4 separate regions of the Mus musculus genome follow, and all the other regions are linked to region 1. The links are chromatin contacts, called in public HiChIP or PLAC-seq and promoter capture Hi-C maps. All regions are on one chromosome and are shown on one strand. Each heading gives the region's core, a stretch centred on a gene start, on an enhancer-like site or on the middle of the called end of the contact. The rest is flanking DNA. Distances are from core to core; before and after follow the strand shown. Region 1 holds the start of Tedc1 (tubulin epsilon and delta complex 1). Region 2 holds the start of Pld4 (phospholipase D family, member 4). Region 3 holds the start of Zbtb42 (zinc finger and BTB domain containing 42). Region 4 has its middle 21 kb from the start of 1700127F24Rik.

Region 1 (7,289 bases), core at 2,043-4,542:
TTCAAGGTCAAGCGCTGGCCCTACAAGGCTGGACCCAGCCTGGGATTTATCTAGGGATACAGATCCAGCTGACACCAACGGCCAGGTACCTGACCCAGGAAGCACCTTTGCTTCAGAGCATACAAATCACCAGAGCACAGAAGGAAGCCCAGATCCGGAATCTGCCAACCAGCCTTGTAGCAAGAGCCCCAGAAGATGACAGGAAGAGTGGGAACCAGGAATCTAGCCATCCGCCCCTCACCCCATGAGCCTCTGCTTTCACCCACCCAGCCATAGGACGGACGGGCCTTTGAGAGGGTAGAGTCTGGACTGGAGAGGGAAGAGGCAAACAAGGGAGTTGTGCCTGGAAGAAGGCAGCATCTGAGCCCCAGTTCAGGTGCGTAAGAATACAAGCCTAAGGCCGGCAGAGGCAGCCAACCACTCGGGCTGGTTTAAATCCAGCCCCGAAGTGATGCCCAGTCCTGAACCTGTCCTATAAACCTCGGAGATAAGCTGAGCAAAAGGAAGACACCAGTGATATAGATGGGTAGGACCCTAGAAAGGCAAGGAAGGATGGAAGGACAGCACAAGGGGAGCAGGGGTGGGGTGGGGTGGGGACCAAATATCCTGGGGAGAAGCTGGGATGGGGCCAATACTGACACCTTCCTTGGGCCTCGTCATCCCCGGGGTCTCATAGCCTACTGTTCTGCAGGGCTCTGCTCGCTCTCTCACTCTCCCTCTTTATAAAGATTTGTTTATTCTTTTTTGTTTGTTTGTTTTTTGTTTTGTTTTGTTTTGTTTTGTTTTTCGAGACAGGGTTTCTCTGTATAGCCTGGCTGTCCTGGAACTCACTCCGTAGACCAGGCTGGCCTCGAACTCAGAAATCCGCCTGCCTCTACCTCCTGAGTGCTGGGATTAAAGGCATGCGCCACCACTCCTGGCAGATTTGTTTATTCTTATTTATCTGAGTACACTGTAGCTGTCTTCTGACATACCAGAAGAGGGCATTGGATCCATTGCATATGGTTGTGAGCCACCATGTGGTTGCTGGGAATTGAACTCAGGACCTCTGAAAGAGCAGCCAGCACTCTTTAACAGCTGAGCCATCTCTCCAGCCCGGCTCTCTTAAGATTCAAGTCTATCAGGAAGCTCAGGAGCCCACTGCCTAGAAAAGCCATGCTTGGAAAGAAGTAAATGGCTCCTGGGCAACGAAGGAGGATTAAGGCCTACAAACATCCAGGCCAGTACCCTGGCCTTCCTGTTAACCTCCCCACGCTGATTCCTGTGAGTCTAGCCCCAGGCTCTGAAGGACAGCCGGCCTGCTCACACTCAGGCTTTCCTACCTCCAGATACGTCAGGTAGAACTAGAGGTTCATCTCAGACCTGACAGCAGTGTTTTCCCATTCCAGTGGTCCCCTTCCGGAACCCCAACTGTGACACTAGCCACCCACAGTAACAAACGACAGTGATTGGCTGTCAAAGCCTAACACCAGCCGGGTATTTCCCCAACAGACCAAACACCCTGCCATGAGGCAGCGCCCACTGCAGCACCCTGCCAATCCTCACCTGCTGACCGCTCTCTGGATCTCTAAGCATCTCTGTTTCGGCAACAGAAAGATGGCCAAGGCTCTGTTGGCTGTGGCATCCCTGCGTGTACAGGTGGATCTGTAATAGGTAAAATAGCCAGGCTGGGGAGTAGCTCCCAGCAAGATCTTTCAGCCGAATATGGGCACCTTTAGAGACCACTTATAACCAGAAAGGACAGAGCTGGGCTCAGGATACCCCAGTAATACTGGGGGCAGAGGCTGCAGAAGGGCACCAGACAACTTCACCGAGGGCTTCCACACCTTGCTCACCAGGACACAGGTAAAGCACGGTCCGTCCCTGCTTGTAAAGGTCAGAGTTGGGATAAGCCCAGCAGTCCAGTGGTCCAATAGTGGTGACAGAGATGGACCCCAGGGAAAGGCAGCCTGGGCACAGGGTGAAGAGCCATGTGCCTGTATTACCTTGCTGAGGAGGATACACTGCTCCTGCTGACTAGAGATCAGGCATCGCCACCTAAACCGCAGCCTTCCCATCAGCCATTCCACTAGTCGGAGATCCACGGGGCTCTTTGGTTCCACAAAGGGTGCAGGAGGACCAGGACTGGTTGGGGCCTCACAGTAGAGAGGGAACAAGAGTCAGCCCTGCTATACATCCCATATCTCGAGGAAGGACCAGGACAGGGAAGCTGTACTACTGACGTACATCCTCAGCTTCAAAGCTGGATGAGAACCACACCAAGGGCAAATACCACATGAGCTGGAAGCCCGGAGAAATCCACGGGTTCTGGGCAAAGCAGGGCTCTGACACCCTCAATTACATACTCACCTCCCACTGGGGCAACTGGTCACCCAGCTGCACACGGGTCTGGGCAAGCAGCTGCTCAAGCAAGGGTCCTCGGGCGAGGAGCCAAGACAGGGCCAACAGCAGTTCCCGGCTTCCCTGAGAACTGCCGTCTGGAAATTGTAGCAGCACAGACCTGGGGTAGCCTTGGGAGCCCAGTGCTGATTTCACCACACAGGCTTGGGCCTCTGGAGTGGGAAATGATCAGATCAGGGGGTGCTAACCTGGAGATTTCACCTGGATCCCTCTGGGGACCTGAGAGCACCCCCTAAGCTTAGAACCTGCTAAGCGTGGACTAAGGAGGCGAGATCTGAGAGTCTATGAGGAGGCAAAGTGATAACCAACGGGCAGGATTTCTGTGAGTGGTTGGCCAGTCTCAGCGTTTCACTGGAGTGATAAAGCCACTACTACCCAGGTAAGCGTGGTAAAGGCTAGTGGGAACTTATACTAATGGAAGTGGGCGCAACAGCGAGAGGAGCAGGTGCCTGCAGGAAGGGAGGAAACAACAGAGGAGCTTTGATGGGGCGGGACTTGGTGGGTTAAGACAAAACTACAATAGCCTTGGGGAGCGGCTTTCTGAGAGGGCGGGGCTTACCTGGGGCAAGGTCGGTCCAGGTATTGTTTGCAGCAAGCGGTGAGAGCACGCGCAAGAGAAGCTGCCAGAGCACTGGAGCCTGAAGCAAACGAGGAGTTTGTAGTCAGCGGGTATCAGGTGTCACCTACATCAGCCCAGGCAACGCCTGCCCCGACCCCGACCGCCTACTCGAATAGCCTCACCGCCTCAGGTCGATCGAACTTGGCGCGGCGGAAGATTTCTGGGCTGGGCCCAGCAGGCAGGCACCGACTCAGCGCGGCGACAGCCTCAGGCAGGGCCCGGGCAGCCCCTTCCACCCGGCTCCGCCGCCGCCGCATACAGCCAGCACTAGACAGCCTCGGATTGCCCGCTCGGGACCCCGACCAATCACAGTTCCGGATGAGGCCCGCCTTCTCCCCTCAGGCCCAATGAACGATGACTCTGGCGTTTGAGTGCCTACCAGTCTATCCCGTAGGCAGGCACTTCCGGGGTCGGGGGCGGGGATTGGAGGTGCCAACTCCGTTGGAACTCACCAATCAGCACCTCGACTTATCAACCGCCTTAGCAACCCCGGGCTAGGGAAGCGCGAGGCTGGAGGGCGCGCATGCGCCCGAGGTGTTCCCTGGAGGAGCGGAGGAAGGAGCAATGTGGCTCCACCCAGCCACGAAGGGAGTGTCTCTGCGAAGCCGCCCTGGAAGGAACCCGCCGCCAGGGGTCGCCAGGCCTCCGCGAGAAGCAGCTGAGCCCTGCGAAGTGGGTGGGGAGTTCCGGGGGCCACGTCGCCAGAAGTCTCTTCGGAAAGCCATCCTCCCTCTCATGTACAGCCAGCCCCAGACTTCCTTGTCCCCATATTCATTCTTCCTCCAGCCACTAGAAGAGCAGTTTTTAAGGAAAATTCTCCACTTCATAAAAGGGTGCGGCCCTCTCTTTTAAGGTTGAACTTAGTTTTGCACTCAGCCCTTCAGGAGCAATCTTGGTAAGCTTTGAGAATCCCGCAAGGATTCACAGTAGCTACATGACAATGGCAGAATGAACCCAGAGTGCAACCTGATGCACGGGGAAAGACATGCAGTCGGCAACTATCCTCCGCAACCGGCATGAGCCTACTACGTGGCTACAACCTAGGTGAAGCCAGAGCAGCCTCTGTGGGAAGCCGGATGCGAAAGATCACATTATGTGCGCCAGTGCGTGTGGAGGAGGGCCGGACAAAGGCCGGACGCTGCCAACGGTGATCCAGAGACAAGCCTGTAGGCGACGAGTGGCAGGAAGAATTGCTGGGGCGAGACCTGAACGCTCGAGCGGACACAAACTAAGCTTTGTGCCCTCGATGTCGCCACCAAAAATAGTTGGAGCAGCGGACAGACAGTACTGCGTGTACTCTGCATCTCAAAGCTAGGAAAGAAGAGGCAGGTGGAGAGGGAGAGGGTGCGGTGCGGAAAAGGAAAGTGAGGTGAGAGGGAGGGGCAGAGCTGTCCCTTGGCACCTGCCAGTTTAACGGCGGTCTACAGGATGGCCACGCCCTCCGGAAGTGCGGAGACTGCGGGCTCACCTTTACCTTGACCCTCCCTGTGTTTTGCTGCAGACCTTCCTCTGCTCATCTGGATACCTTCAGCTATTCTGCCTCAGGGTCTCCTCCTTCCTGGCCCCTTGCCACACAGCAAATGGCCTCGCCCAGCTAGTTTCTACCTGCTCTTCCTGCCCTCGCTTCAGAGCCATGCTATACTGCACACCTTAAACACGAAGCGCCCTGAAAAGCACAAAGACTTGAGTTCTTGTCTACTGTGCCAAGGAACTCCTGATACACCCTTATGGAACTCTCTGCCGCTTAGGCTTCTTTGCAATACTATACACTTCCCTCACCTGACCTGCTCATTCCTACAGGCCTCTCAGGTTGCTGGAGGCCCAAGTCTACTCCAGTTGAGAGACGTGGATCTGGGCTCGAGGGGCTGGAAGTATGAGGAAGACAGGGGCCTTAAGGGTGGAAGACAACAGGGGAAAGTGAGTTTCTGCCCTTCACCCATACATCTCTTCCAGGTCCTCTGCAGGTCTGGTTGGACACCAAAGATACCCTCACCCCTCCTAGTAGGAAACTAATACCGAAGGTGGGCTTCTTCTACTCCATACTGTGGTCACCTCAAACACTATGGCCTCCACCTATTGAAATTCCAGAATCACCCAACAATACACACTACACTATACTACACTACACTGCAGACCACTTACTGGACTATCCAGCTTGTTCCTGCAGTGTAGGTGCCAAAGATGAACCCAGGCTAGACCAGGACACTGCTGAGACCTTTGTGACCTTGTTAAGTCCAAAGGGTTTTGAATGGCCAGTAGCATAGGGAAGGCAAAGCTGAGAGCTGCCTGGCTCTACAAGGGTTTCCAGAAAGCCCTTTCCACTGTCACCCTCAAATCCCATTAGAGCACTGGGTCACCCAGGGCACTCCTGTTCAGGGAAAAGGTGTCTGGGACCACGCTGAGCAGCTACAGAGCTCACCCACAAGGGTGCACTTCTGGGGACAGGGTGGGGTTGCAGGAAGTGAAAATGGAATAGATCAGGAATCCACACAACTCCCTCCCGAAACAGCTCAAAAAGGGAACCAAAGCAGCTCCCACTGATTCACCCTCTGAACTGCGGCCAGCCCCACCTACGCCATGTTCCTGCTGACCCCGACAGCCAGGACCTCACCCCAGGCCAGAACCACTACAGAACCAGGCGACAGGAACTTTACGGATCCTGAAGTTGGATGTAGGCCTGAAACTGCACCCCTCAAAGGGTAGTGGGCACCACTGCCTGCAGCAGCAGGAAAAGCAGTGCCCTGCATCAGGCCTGGGGTTGAGGCTCTCACTGTACACCCCTCTATCACACATCAGCAGACAAAAACACAGGACTTCCAAAGATCAGGTTTATTAAAGGCACTGAGGGTTCCCGAGAGCCCTGCTGTCCGGGGGTAAGGCCTGGCATGTGCCTGGGCGGGCAGGGAGAGTTTCCACAACCTGTAAGAAAGAGAGACAAATGTGAGCGCAAAGTTTTGTTATTTACTCTATTAGGGATGACTCTGTCCTGTAAACTGGTGGACTGGGTGGGATTGGAGATGGGGCTATACCTCGGTCTACTTGAAAGTGTGGCTCTCAGCTCCACCTCGCCCAAAGCCTGCCAAAGATAAAAAGAGGATAAGATAAAAAATAAGGATACTGACATGTTGGGAAAGGAGGCCGGCACTGGGAGGCCCGTTAGGGAAGAAGTCCGGCAACATACCTTTGGGCCCAAACATGGCGGAGTAGCAGGGATGATTGCAGTAGGGCTTGCCTTCATGCTACAAGGAAAAGAACAGTAGGGTTTACCTTCACCCCAACTCCTATAGCTCCTCCCTCTGCCCCCTAACGGCCCCTTACCTCAGCATGACCCCCAGAGGTCAGTGTCTTTCCACATTTCTCACACTTCAGGCAGGGACGATGCCAGTCCTTGCCTAGTGAAGTCACTCGCTCAGCTGCAGAAGCACAGATCCACTGTGAGACACTGGAGTCCCTGCAACCCCTCTTCAGCTGCACAGACACCCACACTTCATTCTTTCAATGTGGCAGCCCACCCTGTGTCCCCAGAGACCACTGTGCTCCAGAGAGGGTTAGGGGCAACTATGGTGCTCTCAAGCCAATCCCACCTCACAAACCAGAAGGGTCACCTTTTTGGTGGGATATTTTCTTTTAGGTTGTTTTTTGTTTTTGTTTTGAGACAGGGTTTTCCTGTGTAGCCCTGGCTGTCCTGGAACTCACTCCGTAGATCAGGCTGATCTTGAACTCACAGAGATGCTCCTGTCTCTGCCTCCCCGGACTAAAGCACTGGGACTAAAGGCGTGGGCTACCTGGCCACCCACCCATCCCGGCTCATTGGTGGGACACTTTTAAGTGTCACCATAGGGATATGACCCCCGAGGGCTTGTAGAGCTGGAGAGGAGGAGGCCTTCAGACTTGAGAGTGGAGGAGAACAAGTCTGGAGGATCTAAGGTTAGGTAAACCCAGTTAAAGTCCTCTGACCTCTGCACTAAACCTGGGCACACCCTTCTCCTCAGCAGGGGCAAGGGGACCTCTTAGTCACGCACTATCTCATAGAAGCCCTAGGGCGCGCAAACAGCAAGAAAACGAGCACCCGAGATCGAACCCCCCGGACGTGGTTTTGGGCGTCTGTTTCTACTTAGCATTGGGAGGGGCCACCCTAGTCCCGCGTTCCTTCCTATCCAGCAGGGACCCCGCCCAAGGCGCACAGACAGAAGGCGGGAGAGACAGCAGGATCCAGAGGCCAGGGTCACAGAGAAGGGGAGACCCACAAGCATGGGAGTCACAGAGACCT
Region 2 (6,602 bases), core at 383-2,882, 400 kb after region 1:
TTCCAACCACAAGTGAAACCAGGCCTGAAAGTGCAGTTTCTGCTTGGGCTGCCTCATCCACCCTTCCTTATTAGCTATGAGCAGCTGCTTCCCTTCCCCAGCTGGCCCCCAAGTGTGGCCCCATGGTAGGCAGCTGGCTGTAAAGTGGGGCATGGCAAAAGGGCCACCAAGAGCCAAGCCTGGCCCTGCACTGCTGTCAAGGCTGGGGACGGCAAAGGAGGCTACAGCTAGTTAGGGTGGAGAACTCACCATGTTCCTTCAGTGGAGTCACTACAGAGTCAGGCCAGTCATTCAGGAGGCCCTGTGCACCCCAGATGGGTCACCCAACCCCTGGCACAGACACGAGCAAGGCACTGACTTCCCACCCTCCCAGCCTGAATGCTGTTTGGAACCTAAGGCACTGTATGATTGTAGTTGGTTGGTTGTGGAATCTGGGGGCTTCTTCAGTTCTGTGGGTCAGGCTATCACTCCAAGAGTGGTGAGACTAATTCCACTGTCCCTTAAGGGTTGTCTTGGACAGCAGCCTGTAGGCATGTGGCTAACCTTAGCACAGGGAATGGATTATAGGAGATAGGCCTGGGGCTCTATCTACCCTCGATGCCCAAAGTTACGGGGAAGTGGAGCCTAGAAACCACAGTGAGAGGATGGGGGCGGGGGAGAGGACCAGAGTCACCCACAGAGGCCCAGCACCCTCTTACCAGAGTTCCTTGAAGAAGGGAGTCAGGAGGTCACTTCCATCCAGATCATGGCTCATGTTCTTAGATATATCTCCCACCCTACCCATAGCAGGCAGCTCAAGTGACCGAGGCAGCTTCAGAAACCTAGCTTCTGGCTCTGACCAGTCTTATAATGTCCAGTGGGGCACAGACATGAGGTTCTGGGCCAGGGTTACCAGGCAGGGCTATCCCTCAAAGAGCTGCTGGCCTACCTCTCCCAGCTGCTCTGAGAGAAGTGTTCTCATCCCCTAAAATAGTTGGATTGGCAAAAAGGCAAGAATGCAGCAGCCGTAATCTGGGACTTCCAAGGGCCACAGACTTCTGACCTCCTTGTGGTCACTGGGAGCTACTCTGAGGTCAGGGTAGGAGAACGATGAAGGGCGGCTCTAAGCATCTGCAGACCTGTCACATCCTTGGTCCCTGTGGGTCTTTCGAATCCTTGGGGTGGGACTGTCTGGCTAGAGGGAAACACTCCCTGGTACTGGCATATCAGGAGAGGGGTGAGCTGGGGGATGGGCTTTAGAGCCCCCTGAGCCTCAAGGTTCTGGGGTTCCTGCCCTGTGGGCTAAACTGTGGACCCGAGGCGTGGGATAGGACAAAGCTGCCCAGTGGCTGGAGACTTTGATACCCATTGACCCTGGATCCATAGATCAAGCAAGGAGTGGACATCTGCCAGCCAATCTGGGTGGCTTGTGGGACCTAGGGTGCTGGGAGGAGGGGACTGTGGGAGGTAGACAGACACCCCTCTTGAGGCCCTCTGTCTGGCTCTAGCCTGGCTACCACTTACCTCTGGGTGCTCTTTCTTCTTGTCCATCCTGGTTCCAGCCACTGTCTGCAGGCTTTGCCTGTGCAGGCAGGCACCTGCCTCCTCTCTGGCCTGCTGCTTCCCCCTTCCATTCACTTCCTCTTTGTTCTGAGCACCCCACCCCCACGTCAAGACAGATCGGGTCTCTAGGGGGCGGAGCTGAGAACTTTCACCTCTGGAGAAAAATCTACCCTGCTTGCTCCTAGAGAGGGTCCCTCAGTCATAAACCAAATGTTGGAATTAAGTTTGACTGCAAACACCAAAGTCTCAAGTAAGAGAGCCTCAAACTGACTTAACTTCTCCAGGGGCTCATATATTGAAGACTGGTAATTTTATTGAAGTTGCATCATGAGCTAATTAACAAATTGTGCAATGATAGCCATGATGGGAGGAGGTGGAAACTGTGGAAGGTGGGGCCTGATTGGAGGATGTAGGTTTCTGGGGCAGGACTTGGCTCGCCATGTCTTATGCCTGGGTTCTTCATCTCTCTCTGCTTCCTGTCTGTTATAGGGCAAGCTGCTTCCCTCTGCCTTGCTGCTGTTACTATGCCTGGCCACACTCTAGTTCCATGGGAATGGCAACAGCTGACATTGGTTAAAACCTCTAAAGCTGCAAGCCAAAATAAGTCCTTCATCCTTCAAACAGTTTACCTCAGGTCTGCGTCATAGTGAAGAAAAACTGACTGACCCACCAACCATACCCTGCAACCAGTTTCTGGAGAAGTTATCAGTGACACAGTCACAGGAAGTCTTAGCCTCCAAACCCTGGAATTCAAACTTCACAGCCCTAGAATGGCTTCCAAAGCTCAGCCATCACCTCATATCCCTAGCATAGAATGAAGCATCCCCAGAACACTTCTGGAGACTGGAAAGGGAACTTCCATTTATCTATATTAGCTACAACTCAATCTACGCTTGGCCACAGGGCCATACCTAGCTGCAAGGGAAGCTGGGATCTGGAGGTAGCCATGACTCACCCCGCTGAGGAATTCAGGTGAGGCTGTTCCCTGGCCTGTCCACAAACATAGGCTTACTAGTGGCTCCTTGAAGGGATTCTGCCTCCCCTCATAGTCCAAGATGGATCTTCTGAAGACCAAACCTTGTTGCCTTTAGATCAGGGTCTTGGGAACAGCCCCAACTTTGAACAGGGTCCAGGTTGACTTCCCTCCTCCTTGGCAGGCAGTAGGCCTCAGTTCAGGGATATGGCCTCAGAGTGTCCTCAGGGGAAGAGTGCCAACCTCACAGGGTGGGGAGTACTCCTGAGGAGCAGGGCCTGACCTCAGTGACCCGTGTCCAGCCTGGTGGGCAAGAAAGTGAGCAGAAAAGGGACCATCCTTCACTTCCTGTGGGATAATGCCCTAACTTGGCTTTGGGGTTGTTGTGGGTTATCCACCAGAGAAGACAGCGCAGACATGGGTCTAAGCCAATAGATTCAGGATCCCATTGTAGCCCCAAGCCTTTCTCAGGGTGAGCTTTTTTTTTAATGCATTTTATACAACAAACATATTAATAATATTGAGTATTTTGAGCATCAAATAATACATAACAATTTGCTCAATTTTATATTCATATCCTTTCATACCCTAAAAATATCATTAATGAACACTTATTACTATCCATAACTGAGGATCCTATATCTAATGTTGAATGCTAAATTGTTCCAAAACATACAAAGTATTCTTTGGGAATTAAGCATAGTAAAAGAGCATAAAATATTAAAAATGAGTCATTAAGAAATATATTCCAAAGCCCTTATATGATACCACCTGACATAATGAGAGAGAATTTATAACATATTATATATCTGTGTATATTGTCTAACTATAAGTTTACTTTAAAAAGATTATCAGTGTCTCTAGGAGAGAAATTATTTCATCAGTAAGTATATTTTTAAAATTTCAAAATAGCAAAAACTCTTTGAAGTTAAACATTAAGAAAATTCTAATTTCAAGCACAGTGAGAAAAATTATCAGTGATATTTCCATGATGCTTGTAGAACATGATTTTAATATTTTCAACTGTTAATATTCAACAAACAGAATAATTATTTTAAGATATATTTCATTGTTATGTCTCCCTTTTCATTTCTGGTTTTATTAATTTGGATACTGTCTCTGGTTAGTCTGGCTAAGGGTTTATCTACCTTGTTGATTTTCTCAAAGAACTAACTCCTGGTATTCTTGATTCTTTGTGTAGTTCTTTTTGTTTCTATTTGGTTGATTTTATCCCTGAGTTTGATTATTTCCTTCCATCTACTCCTCTTGAGTGTATTTGCTTCTTTTTGTTCTAGAGCTTTCAGGTGTGTTGTCAAGCTGCTAGTGTAAGCTCTCTCCAGTTTCTTTTTTGGAGGCACTTAGAGCTATGAGTTTTCCTCTGACCACTGCTTTCATTGTGTCCCATAAGTTTTGGTATGCTGTGTCTTTATTTTCATTAAGTTCTAAATAAATAAAGTAAAATAAATTCTAATAAAATAGTCTTTAACAGCCCCTATGCCTGATGCTCTCAATAAATACTTTCCACGTATAGGAGGGCATTCAAGCCCTGCAGCTTCAAGGAAACCCAAGCCCATCTAACACAACTCCCCTCCCCTGCTACATCTGAGGCCAGGACTGGACACGGTGTGCATCATCACCCTGGGAAGGATTTGTCATGAGTATATCTCAGGGATCCATGGGGCCCATGGGACAAGGGCCGGTGGAACACCCAGCACAAGTCTCCTGACAACACTAAGACTGGAAGTATGGTGTCACCCTGTGGTGATCAGCTCTTCCTAAATGGCTACACCCTAGGTCCTTGGTGGGCTGGGACGGGGACGATGGATTTTGGAGATTTCTTATAAAGCTGAGTATCTTTGTCTTCAATTTCTTTTCTATTCCAAAATGTGTCTTGTGGCAGGAAATGCCTCAGTATTTGTCAGGAGGGCTAATAAATGAGGAGCCACCCAAGCCAATGACAAGCATGTTCCTTTGAAATTTGGGTGGAAGCCTCCATGACCCAACAACTCTTAGTGCCTACAAAACCCAAGTCATATGGGTGATGCCAGCTTTGACAGTAGCTGGCCCAACTTGTACCATGGCTGTAACAGCCTGTGATGGCTGAACATAGCAACAAAGCGAGAAACAACCATCCCAACAGCCTGTAAGGGAGCCATCCTAGCACTCTTCTCAGAGCAAAGGCTTCTGGGGGAATTTACACCTTCATACTCTTGAGCCTAGGTCTTGCCAATTCCTGTATTACCTTCAAGGCATCTTTCCTAATATCACAGTGCAAAAATGTTTCCTCCTATTTCTCTTCTACCTCCTCCTCCTTCTCTTTCTTTTCCTCCTTCTCCTCTTCCTCCCCCTCTGCCCTGCCTCCTCCTCTTCATTTTCTTCTTCAAGGACCAGTTTCACTTTGTAGCTCTAGCTGACCTGAAACTCACTATATAGGATCAGGCTTGAAATTATAGAGATCTTCCTGCTGCCTCTGCAAAGCTAGGATTAAAGGTGTGTGCCATCACACCCAGCTAGCTGTCTTTTGGTTTTGAGACTGGGTTGTAGTATGTCACCCTGAAATCATGAACCTCATGCTTTAGTCTCATGTTTCTTGGGTGGGAGGTTTGAACCACCAAATCTGTTATGTTGTGTACGGTTAATCCTTTGATAAGGTCACAATCTAATGGTATTTATTGAGAGGTGCTGGAAACTTCTGGAGATGGGGCCTAGTTGGCAGAAGTAGGTCACAGGGGTGTAGTCTTGGCATGTGAATCTTTCCTCAGACTCATGCCGCTTGCTCCCTCTGCCTGCTTCCTGGCTGCTGGGAGGTGAGCAGCTGTCTCCACCACAAGCTTCTACAGCTCTGGTGCTCTGATTGGTCTCCGGCCCAAAGCAGTGAACCCAGGCAACCTGGACTGAGCCTCACCCTCTCTGTTTAGCAGTGTGTAAGATCAAACCCAAGGTCTTTTGTGTGCTTGACCTTGACAGGAAACTCTCAAGAAAACAAGAGCCCAAACCAACCTTTCTCCCTTCCATCGTCATCAGGTGTCATGTCATAGTGACAAAGGCCACCTCACAGGTTTCTTGGTGTTTTCATTTGTCTTTTTCTTGTTTTTTTTTTTGTTTGTTTGGTTTTTTTTTGTTTTTTTTTTTTTTGTTTTTTTGTAATTAGACTCTGGGTTTATAGTTTTCATTATACTTGGAAACTGTTTTGTCATTATTTCTTTGAACATTTTTGCTTTGTCTTGCCTTTTCTGGAATGGTGGCACTTATTAATTGGTTCTTTCTTTTTTATTTTTATTTTTTGAGGCAGAGTTTCTCTGTGTAAGCCTGGATTTTCTAGAACTTACTCTGTAGACTAGGCTGGCCTTGAACTCAAGAGATCCACCTATCTCTGCTCCCCAAGTGCTGGAATTAAAGACATGTGCCACCATGTCCTGGCTTAAGTTAGATTTCTTGGTGTTTATCACACAAACTGTGAATGCTGTGTTCTGTTTTCTTCTGTGATTCATTTGGAATGCTTCTCATGTCTATCTCCAATATATGTTAAGTGTTACAGTTAAAACAAAAGTCAGGGTTAAATGGCAAGGTCAGGGACGTGGGAAAGTACATAAGAAGGTTTCATCGGGTACAAGATACCCAAGCCGACCAGACAGGAGGAAGGTTAGAGCTCTGGGAAAAACCACAAAGCAAGTTCCAGTTGGCTCCAGATGGCACCCTTCTTGGGGAGCACACAGGTGCACTTTGCCCTTTACCTTAGTGAATTTCTCAATTCATGGGTCTTTACACTTCCATTTACATCATTATATACATTCTTGCAATCAATGCATCTAATTGTAACCAACTGAGCTGTGGGTGGGGAGCGAGACCACTGAGATCAGTACAGGAACAGGCACAGGCAGCAGAAATGGTAAATAGAGGGAGACTTGCACGGTCAGAGCCAGAGCTTTGCTCTTGCCACTTGGCTCTGTCTGCTCATCACCCAGGAAGGGTACACTCTCCACGTTTTCTTATCTGCTGAAAAATAAACTCTGGCTACTGCTTAATCCACCTGTGCCCAGTTCCTCAGGAGCACACAGAACCAGGGTTGAGGTGGCAGGGAATCCTG
Region 3 (7,392 bases), core at 4,386-6,885, 480 kb after region 1:
GTATGTGGAAACAGCACAGATGGCATTGAGAGGATGGGAGATATGGCGGTGGCTGTGATGGCGACGACTCTACAAGCTGGGCTGTCTGCAGAGATAGGAATGAGTTGGGAGTAGATAGAAGACCAGGGCAGAGGCGCAGGGGAGCTTGGCGCTCACCCCCTTCCACTCCCGTGAAGGTCAAGTGTAGAGCAACAGCTGCAGTGAGTGTTCATCTTCCTTCCCTGAGGTTGTCTACACAAACTCCCTGTGCTGTTTATGAATATCAGAAAGGCGTGGAGCAAAAGGATGCTATGTGGTGCACGGCTTCCCTGAGGCCAAGGGCTAGGGAGTCGGGGAGGCAGCATCTGCCCCTGCTGCACTTGTTTCTTATGGCCTTGACCACCCCTCACCCACTTCCTCTCACATGCCGGCCATCTTACCCTATGCACCCTGCTCTGTGGTCCACTTGGAGGCTCCTGGGAAGCTGCAGTATCTAGGGAGGAGTCTGGACTCCCCTGCACTCACCCCCGCACCCCAGCTCTGCCCTGCTCTTCTGCTTAGTGCTCAGGCCTCTGGCCACCAGGGTCTGTGCTGCTCACTCTGCCACACAGCGGAGGCACCCACCCAACACTCCTGGGAAGCAGGCAAGTCCTAGACTTGTTGCCCATTGGCTGAGATTTTGAGGTACTGCCAAGACTTTGTACACGCCTCAGTTTACCATCTGGCCAACAGGTCAAGATGGACATTTCCAGGGAGGGTGCCAAGAGGCCCGTGCCGTCTAGGAATGGAGCTGGAGGCTTAGTAAAGACCAGCGGGGAGGAGTCCACAGACCAGAGGGGCCCCAGGAAGCCTCCCCTCCCAGGGTTCAAGATCCCCTTCTTCTCATCACCATGGCAACAGCTGCCTTCTCCTCCTCCCGCACTGGGAAGCTTGGGCTGAGTCATGGGCTCATCTGGGAACATGACAGGGCCTCCTGCAGGACAGTGGCTTCCATCCAGGCTTCGTGGGAGGCACGGCCAGTGTGGGGCAGGGGAGGGCTGGGCACCTCCTCCCAGGACTTACATCTGAGGCCAGAACTGGGAAAGCCACAGGAATTGGCCCAAGAACTGTCAGGCCCTTCCGGTACCAGCTTAGGGTGGCCAGGACTCCCTCTGCCCCAAACTTGGCCCAAGCAGAATGGGACATGCACATGCTGAGGCCGTTCTACTCCATCTGCCAGAGGGCCTGGTAAGATGGTGGACAAAGCCTGGAGGGCTCATGGGACATCTGCACCCCTATGCAATGGCCAGCACAGGGAGGTGTAGGGGAACTCACCTAGACTCCTAACCATCAGCCTGGAGCCCAGCCACCCACCAGAGCGGGCTAAGAGGGAGTGAGGGGGAAAACAGCCAAGCCTCTGGTCCAGCTGTACCCTGAAAGAAGTGTGAAGTAATGTGGAGGGGGAGATGAGAGAGCAAAGGACACACAGTCTGGGGTTTGCCTGGACGGTTTGGAGGAGGCGGAGAACCACAACCACAGAATCAATCTTAGATCCAAGACCCTGCCCTTCCTCGCATCATCCTGCCTCTCTGGGTTTCCTCTCCCAATCTCCCGCACCAGGGGGAAGAGGCTGCCCGGCACTAGGCCCAGTCCACTCACCCCACTGGGCATGAGCACCTCTTGGACTGAGTCCCCAGGTCACCCACCACCCCCACTCCCAGCCTAGCAAACCCCACTTTTCCCAACCCCGAGAATCATCACAGCCATCGTCACCTGCGGTTGGCTTTATTACACTGCCATCGTGACCAACAGAGTATGTGGAATAGGAAGACGGCGCTCATTTCTAGGAATGGTGCAGCTGACCGCAAGCAGGGCTGTGCAAAGATCCCAGCCAAACCTGGGCAGAACTGTCCTGTGGAGTCATTTCTCAGTGGTCCCTCCAGGGGCGGAGCAGCAGTGAGACCACAGGCAGGAACAGTAGCTGGGTTGGCCCTGGGAGCTCCACACAGCAGAAAGCACCTGGACCCCTTCTACAGCTGTCCTGTGCTCTCCACACAGGCAGCGTATCAGACATATACATACACGCAACTGAACCATGCCAGTTATAAACATATAACCAGTCACCATTCTTTGTTAATTTCACAGTAACTGTGCACCAAAGACAACAAGAGTCCAGTGTTGACTCAGGGTAGGCAACCTGCCCTGGGAAAGCAAGCACTAGAGGAAAAACCAACACAGGGGTGTTCTGCCTGCATACATGTAGTACTACACACACACACACACACACACACACACAACGGGGTTGGGTGAGGGAGGGAGGGAGGGAGTGAGCGAGCGATCACTCAGTCACAGGGTCCTACCAGCCTCTCCAGAGGTGGAGTCAGAAGCCAGGACAGCACTGTCTCTTCTCCAGCACTGCAGCCTGTCCTGGGCCTCCAGTCTTGGAGCATCACTGATCAGAATCAGCTTCCCAGGGCAGCCATGGACATAGTAGGCGAGCACAGAGACGGTTAGGAGATGAACAGTGGATCTGGCCACCTTGGGGAGACCAACTGTCACTTCACTCCAGACCAAGCAAACAAATAAATACATCAAGTGTTAGCAGAAGACACATGACTTAGACTTGCCCAACTGTCCTCTGGGCCACTTGCAATCAGCAGAGACAGCCCTGTTGGGGAGAGGGCAGGTTGTTTCAGGCAGCGCTACCACTTGCTGAGGCCACCCCCATCCTGCCCCACACCCTTCCTGAAATGACCAAGGCTTGCTTGGTGTGCAGGTCGTCAAAGTAAGGTGGCCCATATCCACAGCAGAGGCAGAGGGCAAAGTTCTTCACATTTCAAGGGCACCAGCCTTCCTTCCAGGGCTGTAGATGAAGGGACAATCTGCCTCCTTTCTCCCTGTGACAGCTGCTCCTACTCATGCCCCTCGGCAGGAGGTGGTGCGGCGAGCATTACTCCTGTTAAAGCTGGCCAAGCTCTGGCCTTGGGTGTGCGGTGCCTGGGAATGACCACGGCTCCAGGGAGACCCTCAGAAAGCAGCAGAGCGACTCCCAGGGTCAGGCCTGCTGGAACACAGCATCAGCTTCAACATGCAAAGCTTGGTTCATGGCAAAATCTGCCATCACCAGCCCCATGAAGCCAGTAGGGGACACTTGCAGGATCTTCAACCAGTAGGGGACACATAGTGGCCTTGGGAGGCTCCAGCTATTAAAGACAATCCATTTCCAAATTCTCCTTCGTTGTCCAAAGTCCCACTCCAGGGACACCCAGCTTCAGCTGCCCTCCTCATGATGCTCGGGGTCCCTGCTGGAGCTATGCCTCCTGAAAGGCCAGCTGCATCTCTATGGCCCCTGCTGGTACTTGTTGTGCCTGAGGCCTTCTCAACAGGGGCTCCTGCTGTCACTCACCAGGAATGGCCTGCTCACTCAGTGCACCCTGTTAAGACACTTGCATTAATGACTTTCTTGACAAGTTGAGTCATTCCATCGTGGCATTAGGCAAACAAGGACACTCTCAAGTCTCCCAGCAGGACAGGGAAGCTCCAGGGCAGGAAAACTGAGTTACCTCTCACTGCCCAGTGTGCGGGCAGGCCAGGCACTCTAGAACCTTGCTAGAGAGGACAGTGAGGAAGAAAGTGTCCCTAACTGGGCAGGGTACAACCTCAGGTGTGAGGTGGGGAGAAGGAGAGAAGGCGGCAACCCATCCAAGAAGCAGCAACATTCATTCAGGTTGGCTGGTGCAACCTTCTAGCCTTGGGGTAGTGCTACCACCGGCCTGTGCTTTTTTCCTCTGCCCCAGAGTCCCACCCAGGAGACCCTGCCCCTTTTCTCCCTCCACCTTGGGGGGGATACAGAAAAACACTTCACACAAGCAAGGGCTTGACTAGGCCATAGTGGAACTTGCGGACATGGCGGTACAGGTCACCGGACTGTGTGAATCTGCGCTCACACCAGCGGCAGGCATGGGGCTTCTCCCGCGTGTGGACCACAGCATGCCGGCTTAAGTTGTGTGAGTACTGGAAGCTCTTGCCACACTGCACGCAGGTATAGGGCTTCTCCCCAGAGTGTGTCCGTTCATGCCTCTTCAGGGTGTATGTGCAGGAGAAGGTCTTGCTGCAGAGTGGGCACGTGGGCACGGACCCCTCGGGGGAGAGCCTGGCACGGACACTGTCCCGCTCCCGGAAGTGGGCGCTGAGATGCAGCTGCAGTGCGTGGGTGCTAGGGAACAGCTTGCAGCATAGCGGGCAAATGCAAAGGTGCCTGCTGGGACCCAGCTCTTCACTGTCGAGCACTGGCTCTGCAGGCAGCCCAAGCTGCTGGCTGCCCGTCCCTTCGATGTGCAGTGGCTCCAAGTCCACTGCCAGGCCCTGGGCTGCAGAAGCACAGACTGGTGGTGGGGATCGGTCCGCGCTCTGCGGGCTGCTGCTATCTTGTTCTGAGAACGAATCTTGCTCAGCCTTCACCAGAGGCTGCGCCACTTGCTGTACGGAGCTGCAGAGGGATGTCTGGAGGCGACAGGGTGGGTGTACCTGCTCCGGTCTTGGGCTAGGCTTCAGTGACAGGTCCAGGGCCCCACTTGACTGCTCTGCAACCTGCCAAGACGGAGGTCCAAATGTTGGCAGGGGATGGGTAGCCTTGACCCCTAGAGATGGGTGTTTGGCCTTTGGTGCGGCTTGGCAGAAGGCAGGGGACCAGGAAGGCAGGGGGTGTGGTGGCTGCCCAGGAAGCTCTGTCCCCAGCGTACGGGTCTCCAGATCTGGGTCCTTCTTTCTGAGTCTGCCCTTGCAGACCTTGACGATGTCATACATGTGCAGGTAACTGGCGGCAGCCAGGACGTCCTCGACAGGTAGGTTGTGCAGGTCCAAGCGGCCCTCGTACATGAAGTCCAGCAGGCGGCTGAAGGCGGGTACCGTGACGATGTCGCCGTTGAGCCGCACCGTGTCGCGGCTGCTCGCGGGCTGATCCCTGTAGAAGAGATGGAAGTAGACACTGCACGCGGCCAGTACAGCGCGGTGCGCAGGGAAGCGCGCGTCGCCCACCAGAACAGTGCAGTCGCACAGGAACCCCAGCTCGCGCTGCTGCCTCAGGCGGCCCAGCAGCCGTACGCCGTGCTCCGGGAACTCCATGCCGCCGCAGTCATCACCTGGGCACAAACGGGACGCCTGTCAACACGCCGGGGATGCCGTGGCCCCCGCTCGCCCCGACGCGCCCTTCCCGGGTGCAGGCAGCCCACAGAGAGGCGCGGGAGTGACGCGCGCAACCGCCAGCCCTGAGCTGCCCCGGCACCTGCCCGGAGCAGGAAAAACTCGATCGAAAGTAAACAGAAGCCGCTCTGCCGCCGGGGCGGGGCTCGGGGCGCAGCGGAGGGGCCGAGCCGCGCGGACAGAAAGAAGTCAGGACTTCAGGCTGCCTCGCCCCCCCCCCCCCGCCTGCCGCGCCCCCCGACGCCAGAGTCGCCGCCCGCCCGCACCGCCGCCAGCTGCCACCGCTGCCGTCGGCCCCATTTATGGCAGCGCGGCCGTGGGGAACGGCCGGCTAGGCAGGCGGAGCCGAGTACCCGCCCCTGTGCTCACCTTCGCCGCACGCGCGGCTCTCCGCTCGTTCTGCAAGCTTTCCCGTGCAGCTCGGACCGCACCGAACTGGGGGCGGCGCGCCCCGGCCGGGAGGGCGCGGGGACCCGGACGGCGCCGGGCGGGGCGCGCACTAACTTGGCCGGCGGGGCAACGCCTGCTGCTTGCCCCGCCCCGAAGAGCGAAACTCCCGGCTGGAGCTGGAGGGGGCGGACCGGGCGACTTCCCGGAGCGGCCGAACCGCTGAGGTCACCTCGCTACCCCTTCTCTGTCCGCCCCACCCGGTCAGTCCCGCTAGAAGCTAGCCCGCCGCACTCTGTGACGGGAGGGGGTGCGGGACCCTCTCGCGATACTTGTCTCCTGGGCCTCTGTGTCCTCCATGGGGTCCCGACTGCCCTGGTGGACAAAGGGGCAGTTGCTTCTCCGTGGACTACGGGACAATGGCCTCGGACCCGTTGGAAGACGGTCCTTCAGATGGGTCAGGGCGCCAATGAGAGACCACAAATGTCAAAAAGAAATTCACTTCGCCCTATGAAGATTTCTCTTGAATTCACGTTAACACATCTGGGACAGGCCGTGGAGCTGGGGTCTCAGAGAGAGAATTACCGCCCTCTGCAGACCCTGGGCTGACAGTCAAGCGCACTAAGATCTGTGACAGAGGGCACTGGGTAGGGCAGATGTGGTGGGATGGGTTTAAGACACAATCACAGAGAAGTGGCAGGAGACCTCCGGAGTTAGGCAGACAGGTCACACACAGGATGTAGGAGGAGTGATATGGAGAGAGGCCAGGGCCGGCACCCTGGGCACAGTGTTCCAGGGGAATCAGGGTCAGCAGGGTTTGAGGAGACTCCTGCTTCTTCTGGGGAGAGGACGTGACAATAGAGCCCGGGGTTTAGAGGAGTCGAGGCCCCTTGGCATGGGCTACACCAATGGCTCCCAAGTGTGCAGGCGGAGGGGTATTCTTAGCTGAGGGGGCTTGAAGTTGCTTGAGACATCGCTCACGTTGAGCTTCATTAAGCTTGTCAGTTAGACACTCTCATTTACAGTTCTAGCGTGAGGGAGGGGCCACGCAGTACCAAATCACAGAGCCAGAGTTCCTATGGGGCTAGGCCCGTTCCGAATTTTCACCTTGCATTTGTTAGAAGTCCAGGGACCAATAATGTTGGGTGGGCACCACATAGAGAGCTGGAGGGTAAGTATGAAGGAGGTCTTGCACAGGAATTACAGGGAAAGGGGTTTGGGTAGAATATCCAAAGGCATTCTGGGTAGAGACAGCCGCTGAGTCCTGTCTCTCCCCCCAACCCCCTGCCCGGCTCATTAGACACTCAGAACAGAGTACCCAGTTGTGAAGTGGGGCTTTCTGGCTGTTGGGGACAGCTCCAGGGGGCCTGTTCAAAGTTGTATTGGAAGCCCAAGGGGGCTCCCAGGGTTCCTGGAGGACCTAGATTCTACAGGGAAGAAAACCAGTGTTGTACTAAACGGAGGTTGAAGCAGGGATATTTCAAGTTCTAGACCAGCCTGAGCTACATGGCAAGGCCCAGTCTCAACTTCCTGCCCTGGAAAAGAAATGTATGTGTCTGAAATGCACATTTGACTATATTTTCTTCATCTGGCACCTGCAGTAAGAAGCCTAGAGTCACCTGGCAGTTATCCAGGCACTGCATGGCTGAGGGGCGGAGCTTGGCTGCCCCCAACATAGGAGCCCGGCCGGGGGAGGGCCAGTTCCCTCTGACTGTCCAAGTATTTACCACCACTCTACCTCTGTAGGAATGGCCCACATCCTATGTTCAGAGTAAGCCCAGATCCTACCGTCCCTCTCTGGAGCCTGCCTCTGCCTCAGCCCCTCCCAGAATTAGCATGATTCTG
Region 4 (6,589 bases), core at 3,419-5,918, 260 kb after region 1:
ACCTTGAATCCCCTAGGAATAAGTTATAGGTGATTGTGAGCTCCCATGTGGGTGCTGGAAGTTGAACCCAAGTCCCCTGGAAGAGCAGCTGCTGCTTCTAACCACGGAGCCCCCTCTCCGGCCTGAATTATAATTTAAAAACTACACTTATTATTTATTTAAGTATGCTTACACACGCACACACACAGGTGCCACAGTGTTTATAGGTGTCAAAGGATAAGTTCAGTGGTCAGTTGTCTCCTTCTACCGTGTATGTCCCAGGGCTTGAACACAGGTTGTCACCTTTACTCACTGAGCCACATCATTGCCCACCCCCTTATTTTATTTTATTTTATTTTATTTTATTTTATTTTATTTTATTTTATTTTATTTTATTTTATTTGTTGTTTTGAGACAGGGTTTCTCTGTGTAGCTCTTGCTGTCCTGGAACTCACTCTGCAGACCAGGCTAGCCTCAAACTCAGAGATCTGCCTGCCTCCTTAGGTTTCAATTAAAGGCGTGTGTCACCACTCCTAGCTTCTCCGTTTTTTTCTTAATTAGATTTTTTTTTCTTGGCACTTTTTGGTTAACCCATAAGCTGCCCAGCCATGTGAGTTAGTTTTGTCTGTGACAAACAGCTGCTTGGCTATGGCTATCACTGTGTGATTTGCTGAAAATCCATTTTCCTTCAACTTGACTTCAAGCATCAGTCTGCATCCTTGTGACAGACCACGTGGTTTTGATGACCACAGCTTTACCGTAAGTTGGTACATTGCAATTGGGTTTTTTGGGTGTTTTGTTTTGTTTTTACAGTTGTTTTGGCCCTTCTAGGAACCTTACATCTTCACAGGAGTTGTCAGGTCAAATCCCCAATTCCTATGCCCAAAAAGCAAGTTGCTTTACAATTTTTTCTAACAGATTTCCTTCTTTTATTTTATATTAAATGTGCGAGTGTCTTGCCTACACGAATGTCTGCACACCACACATGGGCTGAGGTCACAAAGGAGCCTCGGATGGCCTGGATCACTGCAGTTATGCATGGTTGTGAACCACCATGTAGGGGCTGGGAATTGAACCTCAATCCACTGCAAGAGCAGGCAATGCTCTTAACCACTGAGCCATCGCTCCAGCTTCATGTCTTCCAGTTTTCACATAATTCTGTCTCATAAGAAGTTGTAGCAATGCATGCACCTGCCATCCTCTGTGGAGGTGTCCCGCCTGGCTCTCGGGTCTCCTCGGGGCCTCACAACTTGTCTCCTAGCCTGCGTTTGTGTATTTTGATGACACTCTTTTTATTTGGGTATACATAAAAAGATTTTATTTAGAAACTAGAAGACAGTGTGGCGGCCAAAGCTGAAGCTGCTCGGAGTCAAATGAGTTCTTTCCTCGTGGGAATTATCCAACGAGAAAGGGCGAGGAAGCTTCGTTTATGGCACAGGCAAACGATTGTTCCTACAAAGCTGTTCCAGCCCCTGTGCGACTTTGTGTGTCACCCTTGGCTTTGCTCCTCAGAAATAAACACTATTACAAACTACCTGTCACGATCCCCAGTTCTCAAACTAACAGGTTTCTATGACATTTTTATCATGAATGTAGAGTCAGTAAGACAGCTAACTCTGTCTGTAATCACAGCCGCTGACAGGAGACTGCTACTGTTGTCCCTTACAGTCATGGGTCACACTCTCCCCCGCCCCCTTCATCAGGCCCCTGACAGCCGCTAACTCATTCATCTGCTATGGGTTGGGCAAAATATCCTCCAAAGCCCCTGTGGGGAAGGCTTCATCTCTAGTGGGAGGTGGGGGTATAGCTGTGAGCTGATTGGCTCACAGGGCAGCAACTTCATCCGTGAGCTAATGAACTGGAGAGGTCAGACAGGAGGAGCCATCATAAGCTGGGGCTGGGCTGGAGGACGTGAGTCACAGGGGTGTGCATCTTAGAGGACGTCTTGTCCCTTCCCGCCCCCCCCCTCGGCTTCCTGGCTGACATGAAAGAAGTGGTTTTCCTCTGCCGCTCGTCCTTGCCTTGTCACAGCTTAAAAGTAACGGAACCCTGACTGGGTTGGAACCTCTGGAGTCCTGAGCCAGATTCCTTCTATAAGTCACAGTGACAGAAAGCTGACTGACTGCTTCTGTAATCTGGTCATTTTAGAGATGTGTTGCATTGTACAATAAATAACCTTTGAGGCTGGCTCTCTTCCTCGAGTCATTAATAACCACACAAATTATAGTGCACGTGGACAGCGTGTCCCTTTCCTACTTCTGGGTATTACGCCATTATGTGGACTCACTGAGGTTTGTTCCGCTATTGAAGGACACGTGTTATTTCCTCTTCCAGACAATTAGCAATAAAGCACCTGCCTGTGTTACTGTACACATATCTGTGAGAGGGCATTTTCTCAGTGCTCAGGAACAAATGGCCAAGAGTGTAAACACTGGGCTATAGGCTAAGTGTATTTTTACGTTTTTCTTTAAATTAGCAAATTTTATTTTTAGGATACTTTTAGGTTTACAGTAAAATTAGGCTGAAAGTAGAGGTCCCACGGACCCCCTGAGCCCTCAACCTCTGGCACCTTCTACTCCCAGAGGCTCCTTGGCTGTGGTTGGCCCACCGCACTTATATATAGTGCTGTATCTATTCCCCCCCCCCTCCGCATCCCCTATTTCCCCGCCTTTGCTGAGCCCCAGAAGTCACTGATCCTGTGACTGTTTTCTGCCTTTACAACAATATCCTAGTGCTGGGGTCGCACGGCGTCTCTGCAGGCTGGCTTCCTACGTAGTCGCATAGATTTCAGTTCCTCCATGTTTTCCGGAAATGATGGGCTCATTTCTTCCCGCGAAGGAGTCGTGGTCTATCCTCTGGATGTAACACACCTACTCATCCATTACTATTTAAGAACACCCCGGTTGGGGCTGGAGAGATGGCTCAGCAGTTAAGAGCACTGGCTGCTCTTGCAGGGAGGTCCTGAGTTCAATTCCCAGTAACCACATGGTGGCTCACAACCATCTGTAATGCGATCCGATGCTCTCTTCTGGTGTGTCTGACGATAGCTACAGTGTATTTGTCATTCATATACATATATACATACATACATATATATATATATATTATATATATATTATGTACAAAAAATAAAGTTCCTGGATGAAGTGTTTTACTGGGTTCTCTTCCTCTCTCTCCCTCCCTCCCTTTCTCTCTCTCTCTCTCTCTCTCTCTCTCTCTCTCTCTCCCTCTCTGTATGTGTATGCATTCGTGTGTATCTGTGTGTACATGTACACATGTGAACACCTTGAAAACCTTGGTGCATGTGAGGAAGTCAGAGGGACAACTTGTGGAAATCATTTTCTTTCTCTACTACGTAGGTCCCTGGGATGGAACTTCTTCCCTTCCCTTCCCTTCCCTTCCCTTCCCTTCCCTTCCCTTCCCTTCCCTTCCCTTCCCTTCCCTTCCCTTCCCTTCCCTTCCCTTCCCTTCCCTTCCCTTCCCTTCCCTTCCCTTCCCTTCCCTTCCCTTCCCTTCCCTTCCCTTCCCTTCCCTTCCCTTCCCTTCCCTTCCCTTCCCTTCCCTTCCCTTCCCTTCCCTTCCCTTCCCTTCCCTTCCCTTCCCTTCCCTTCCCTTCCCTCCCCTTCCCTCCCCTTCCCTCCCCTTCCCTCCCCTTCCCTCCTCTCCCCTCCCCTCCCCTCCCCTCCCCTCCCCTCCCCTCCCCTCCCCTCCCCACCCCTCTCCCCACCCCTCCCTCCCCTCTCCCCACCCCTCCCCTCCCCTCTTCCAGCACCCCCCCCCAATCCTGCTGTATAGCCCAGGGTTGCCAGAATTCTGGATCCCCTGCCTCAGTGTCTCAAGCGCTAGGATGACTGGCACCATCAAACATGGTTCTTGTTTTCAGTTTCTATTGCCATGGCCCTGAGCTGGGAGAGCCTTTTCTCAGCTGTGTGCAGTCACACAGCCAGTCATGGGTGTTCTTCATTTCCATCAGGGTGGCTTGGGTCTTTGTGTTCCTTTAGACCCTTTCCTGGGACTCTGCTTCTACACTCTTATTGCCTGCTGGGCTCATTCACCACTTCCTCCATTGGACGTGACCTTAGCCTCTGTGTCCCAGCTGGATCCCTCGGCAGGAGCTCCTGTCTGATTCTCCTGCACTTCTGTCCTCCATGACTCTGAGGCTGCCTCTGCCTCTGCGGACTTTGTGTTGCCTTTCGACAGGCTTGTCAGTCTTGCTCACGTTGGCCATGATGAGCAGGCAAGAGAACCGCAGTTAACAAGCCGACAGTGCTGTGGTGGTGACACTCATGCAGAAGACATGTCCTGATGCCCAGCAAATGGCTTAGCCTTGGTGAACACCACTACAGCCTGTGTTCCTGGATTGGGGGTGGAACTGGGCACTTCTCTGATTGGCAGCTGCTTCCTGAGGGCAGGTACTCAGGCCAACCCAATGCTCTGGACTTTGTAAATGGCTCCCTTCTCTCTCACCACGGGGTCTATGACATGCCTAGCATCACAAGCTGTGATAACCTGGTGAATCTCGGATGAACAAAGTTCATGAAAGAGGGGTATCCTCCCGACAGGCTCCAGAAGAGTCCTGGCTGAGAAGCCACCAACAGCCTGCTTCCCCAATCCCACATTCTCAAACCTCTGCTCTGGAGAGTCCTGAAGTTCACGGTTCCTCTCTCCAGCTCCAGGACAGTGGTGCTGCTTCCTCCTGGTCAGTGCCTTGCTGCTGGTAGGAGGAAGTTCCTGTTTGGCTTTATGAGAAGTGTCTGCTTGATTTCCTGAGTGGCTGCAGCCCTTGCTGGGATCTTGCAGGGCTGGTGTTCTGCAGAGATGGACTTCTGAGCTGACTGACACTTTAGCAAGCCCAGTCTTCTGAGCTGCCGGAGAGCTTTGGTCCTCTCTCTACTCTGTGGCTTTCTCCCAGTAATGCCGTGCTGATTTTAAAATTAGCTCGCTCATTTCCAATTATAAAGTAGCACTTGCTCATTTGGGGAGAACTGTGAATGGACAGGAAAGTACAGAGACTGTGTGAGCGTCGGGGGTGGGGTGGGACTCTCATCCCACCACGCAGAAACAAGAGCAGTGGTCCCGGGCTTCCCCTATGCTTGGTTCTCTGTTCTCTTTACATGTGTTTGTTCCCATGCAAGGCTACATGGCATAGGTCATACAGTCTCACCCTCCGTCATGCTCAGCTCATGCTTTGTGGTTTTCTGCTGACAGGCAGAGCATGTCCGTCACCCTCGTCCCCGGGCTGCTACTGGCATCGGATCTTTCCCCAATGTTCTTCTTTCTCCCCACTGAGTCCTTCACCCCCACTAACCTTGTATCCTGCAGCCTGGCTGGCTTCTCTTGCTTGTCTCTGCTTTTGAGAAACAGCCCAAGCTCCATTGGTGGAGATTGAGTCATCTGGCCAATTTGCTGTTTAAATTCCTAGACACTAAATTGCTGGGTTGCAGGTCACAGAACATTTAGAATCCCTGCTGCCAAATCGCTTCCAAAGCTGTTTTCTGATTTATACACAGGAGAGCTCGGCTCTGAAGCCAACCAGTTGAAGCCTGTCACAGGAGAGTTCTGAGATGATAGCATCCTCCTCCTGCACCCCCACCACAGCAGCCCTGTGGGGTGCCTGAGCATCAGCAGCAGGGCTAAGAAGTGCCAGGAGAGAGTCCCCATCTGCATGGCCTGCATGGCCTGCATGGCCTACATGTAGCCCATTGTAGGCGGGCACAAGAGCACTGGAATTGCCTGACCAAGAGCTTCCACCTATGGAGGAATGGCAAGAAATGAGGACCACGGACTCCCACCCCCTTCACACTGCTGGCCCGCCCATGCACGTCCTTATGGGTCCCTCTGACTTTCACAACTAGGTGGTCTTTGGTTCTGTCAGGATGAACCATGTGAAAGTGCTTTTTTTTTTTTTTCAGTCTAAACAGCCACATGGTGGCAATTCTGTGTGATTCCTTCTACTTAGGCATAGCTGGAATTCAGTCAGCCTAGTCTGGGATGCCCCAGTTCCCCTCAGCCTCTAGGGGTACAAAGAGGGAAAGAGGTTGGCCCACCACTTAGAAGTTCACCATGGCTGGGGAATCAGCCTGGTCCTGCCTTCAGGATGTCTATTCTGGATTGACGCCTCTCCCTCCTCCTCCCCCTCCCCCTCCTCCTCCTCCTCTTCCTTCTCTTCTTCCTCCTCTTCTTCCTCCTCCCCCCTCTCCCCCCTCCTCTTCTTCCTCCTCCTCCCTTTCCTCCTTCTCCTCTTTCTCCTCCCCCTCCTCCTCTTCCTCCTCCCCCCTTTCCTCCTCCTCCTCCTCCCCTCTTCTTCTCCTCCTCCTCCTCCTCCTCTCCCTTTACCCTCACCTTCTCCAGAAATAGTGAACCGCCCCAGGGCTTTCCATGCTATAAGTCCTCCAGGAGTCCTGTGTTAGCCTGAGGACCTCACCTTTGCTCTCCCTGGCCCCTGAAGCTTCTGGCATAGCCTGACCCGGGCCATGCAAAGGCGACTCCATCTCATTCTTCACTCCCCCGCTTCCCTCACCTGCTGTAGCCAAAGAACTCCCAGGCTTGATGCTCCTTCCCATTGGCCTCCCTCTTTCTGGAACCATGGTCCAGACCATAGAGTCAGGCT

What was found. Promoter capture Hi-C pulls out the DNA fragments that hold promoters and counts their contacts. HiChIP or PLAC-seq counts read pairs in DNA pulled down with a chosen protein or histone mark.
Region 2: a contact with region 1 is called in an H3K27ac HiChIP or PLAC-seq map of embryonic stem cells, with 2.9 times the contacts expected there. The contact joins the promoter of Pld4 here to the promoter of Tedc1 in region 1. A contact is called at or near these places in 10 of 39 promoter capture datasets (the 3T3-L1 cell line, 3T3-L1-derived adipocytes, the HPC-7 cell line and 6 more), 1 of 15 datasets of contacts at CTCF or cohesin (embryonic stem cells), 3 of 484 Hi-C or Micro-C datasets (cortical neurons, palatal mesenchyme and uterus), 6 of 115 datasets of contacts at active chromatin or transcription factors (the NIH/3T3 cell line, T-cell acute lymphoblastic leukemia, bone marrow-derived dendritic cells and 2 more) and 1 of 9 other capture datasets (adipose tissue).
Region 3: a contact with region 1 is called in a FOXA1 HiChIP or PLAC-seq map of pancreatic cancer cells. The contact joins the promoter of Zbtb42 here to the promoter of Tedc1 in region 1. A contact is called at or near these places in 5 of 39 promoter capture datasets (cranial neural crest, embryonic stem cells, hematopoietic stem and progenitor cells and 2 more), 6 of 484 Hi-C or Micro-C datasets (the C2C12 cell line, the G1E-ER4 cell line, LSK cells and 2 more), 8 of 115 datasets of contacts at active chromatin or transcription factors (the SCID.adh cell line, bone marrow-derived dendritic cells, bone marrow-derived macrophages and 5 more) and 2 of 9 other capture datasets (adipose tissue and liver).
Region 4: a promoter capture Hi-C map of liver shows a contact between it and region 1, with 2.1 times the contacts expected there. The contact joins the enhancer-like site here to the promoter of Tedc1 in region 1. A contact is called at or near these places in 11 of 39 promoter capture datasets (3T3-L1-derived adipocytes, the C10 cell line, the HPC-7 cell line and 7 more), 1 of 15 datasets of contacts at CTCF or cohesin (the NIH/3T3 cell line), 1 of 484 Hi-C or Micro-C datasets (B cells), 3 of 115 datasets of contacts at active chromatin or transcription factors (embryonic basal ganglia, epiblast stem cells and thymic regulatory T cells) and 2 of 9 other capture datasets (adipose tissue and liver).

Annotation. Positions count from the first base shown.
Region 1 is chr12:113,152,424-113,159,712 of GRCm38.p6, reverse strand. It overlaps Tedc1 (tubulin epsilon and delta complex 1), which reads right to left and starts at 3,292. Exons shown (of 8, transcript NM_134041.3): 1 at 3,142-3,292; 2 at 2,960-3,038; 3 at 2,350-2,552; 4 at 1,986-2,135; 5 at 1,546-1,644. The coding sequence starts at 3,276. It overlaps Crip1 (cysteine-rich protein 1 (intestinal)), which reads right to left. Exons shown (of 5, transcript NM_007763.3): 2 at 6,338-6,432; 3 at 6,201-6,258; 4 at 6,049-6,095; 5 at 5,834-5,938. The coding sequence ends at 6,055.
Region 2 is chr12:112,755,685-112,762,286 of GRCm38.p6, reverse strand. Pld4 (phospholipase D family, member 4) reads right to left here and starts at 1,632. Exons shown (of 11, transcript NM_178911.4): 1 at 1,504-1,632. The coding sequence starts at 1,530.
Region 3 is chr12:112,677,083-112,684,474 of GRCm38.p6, reverse strand. It overlaps Zbtb42 (zinc finger and BTB domain containing 42), which reads right to left and starts at 5,635. Exons shown (of 2, transcript NM_001100460.1): 1 at 5,530-5,635; 2 at 1,728-5,099. The coding sequence starts at 5,082. The coding sequence ends at 3,820.
Region 4 is chr12:112,893,265-112,899,853 of GRCm38.p6, reverse strand. No RefSeq gene overlaps it. Among named protein-coding and RNA genes, the nearest start is that of 1700127F24Rik, 21 kb to the right of the region's middle. Within about 2 kb of position 4,668, at least 44 of the 459 cell types and tissues checked have an H3K27ac peak or open chromatin away from gene starts, as enhancers often do. A contact at or near this core is called in the HPC-7 cell line, adipose tissue and liver, where this site is marked.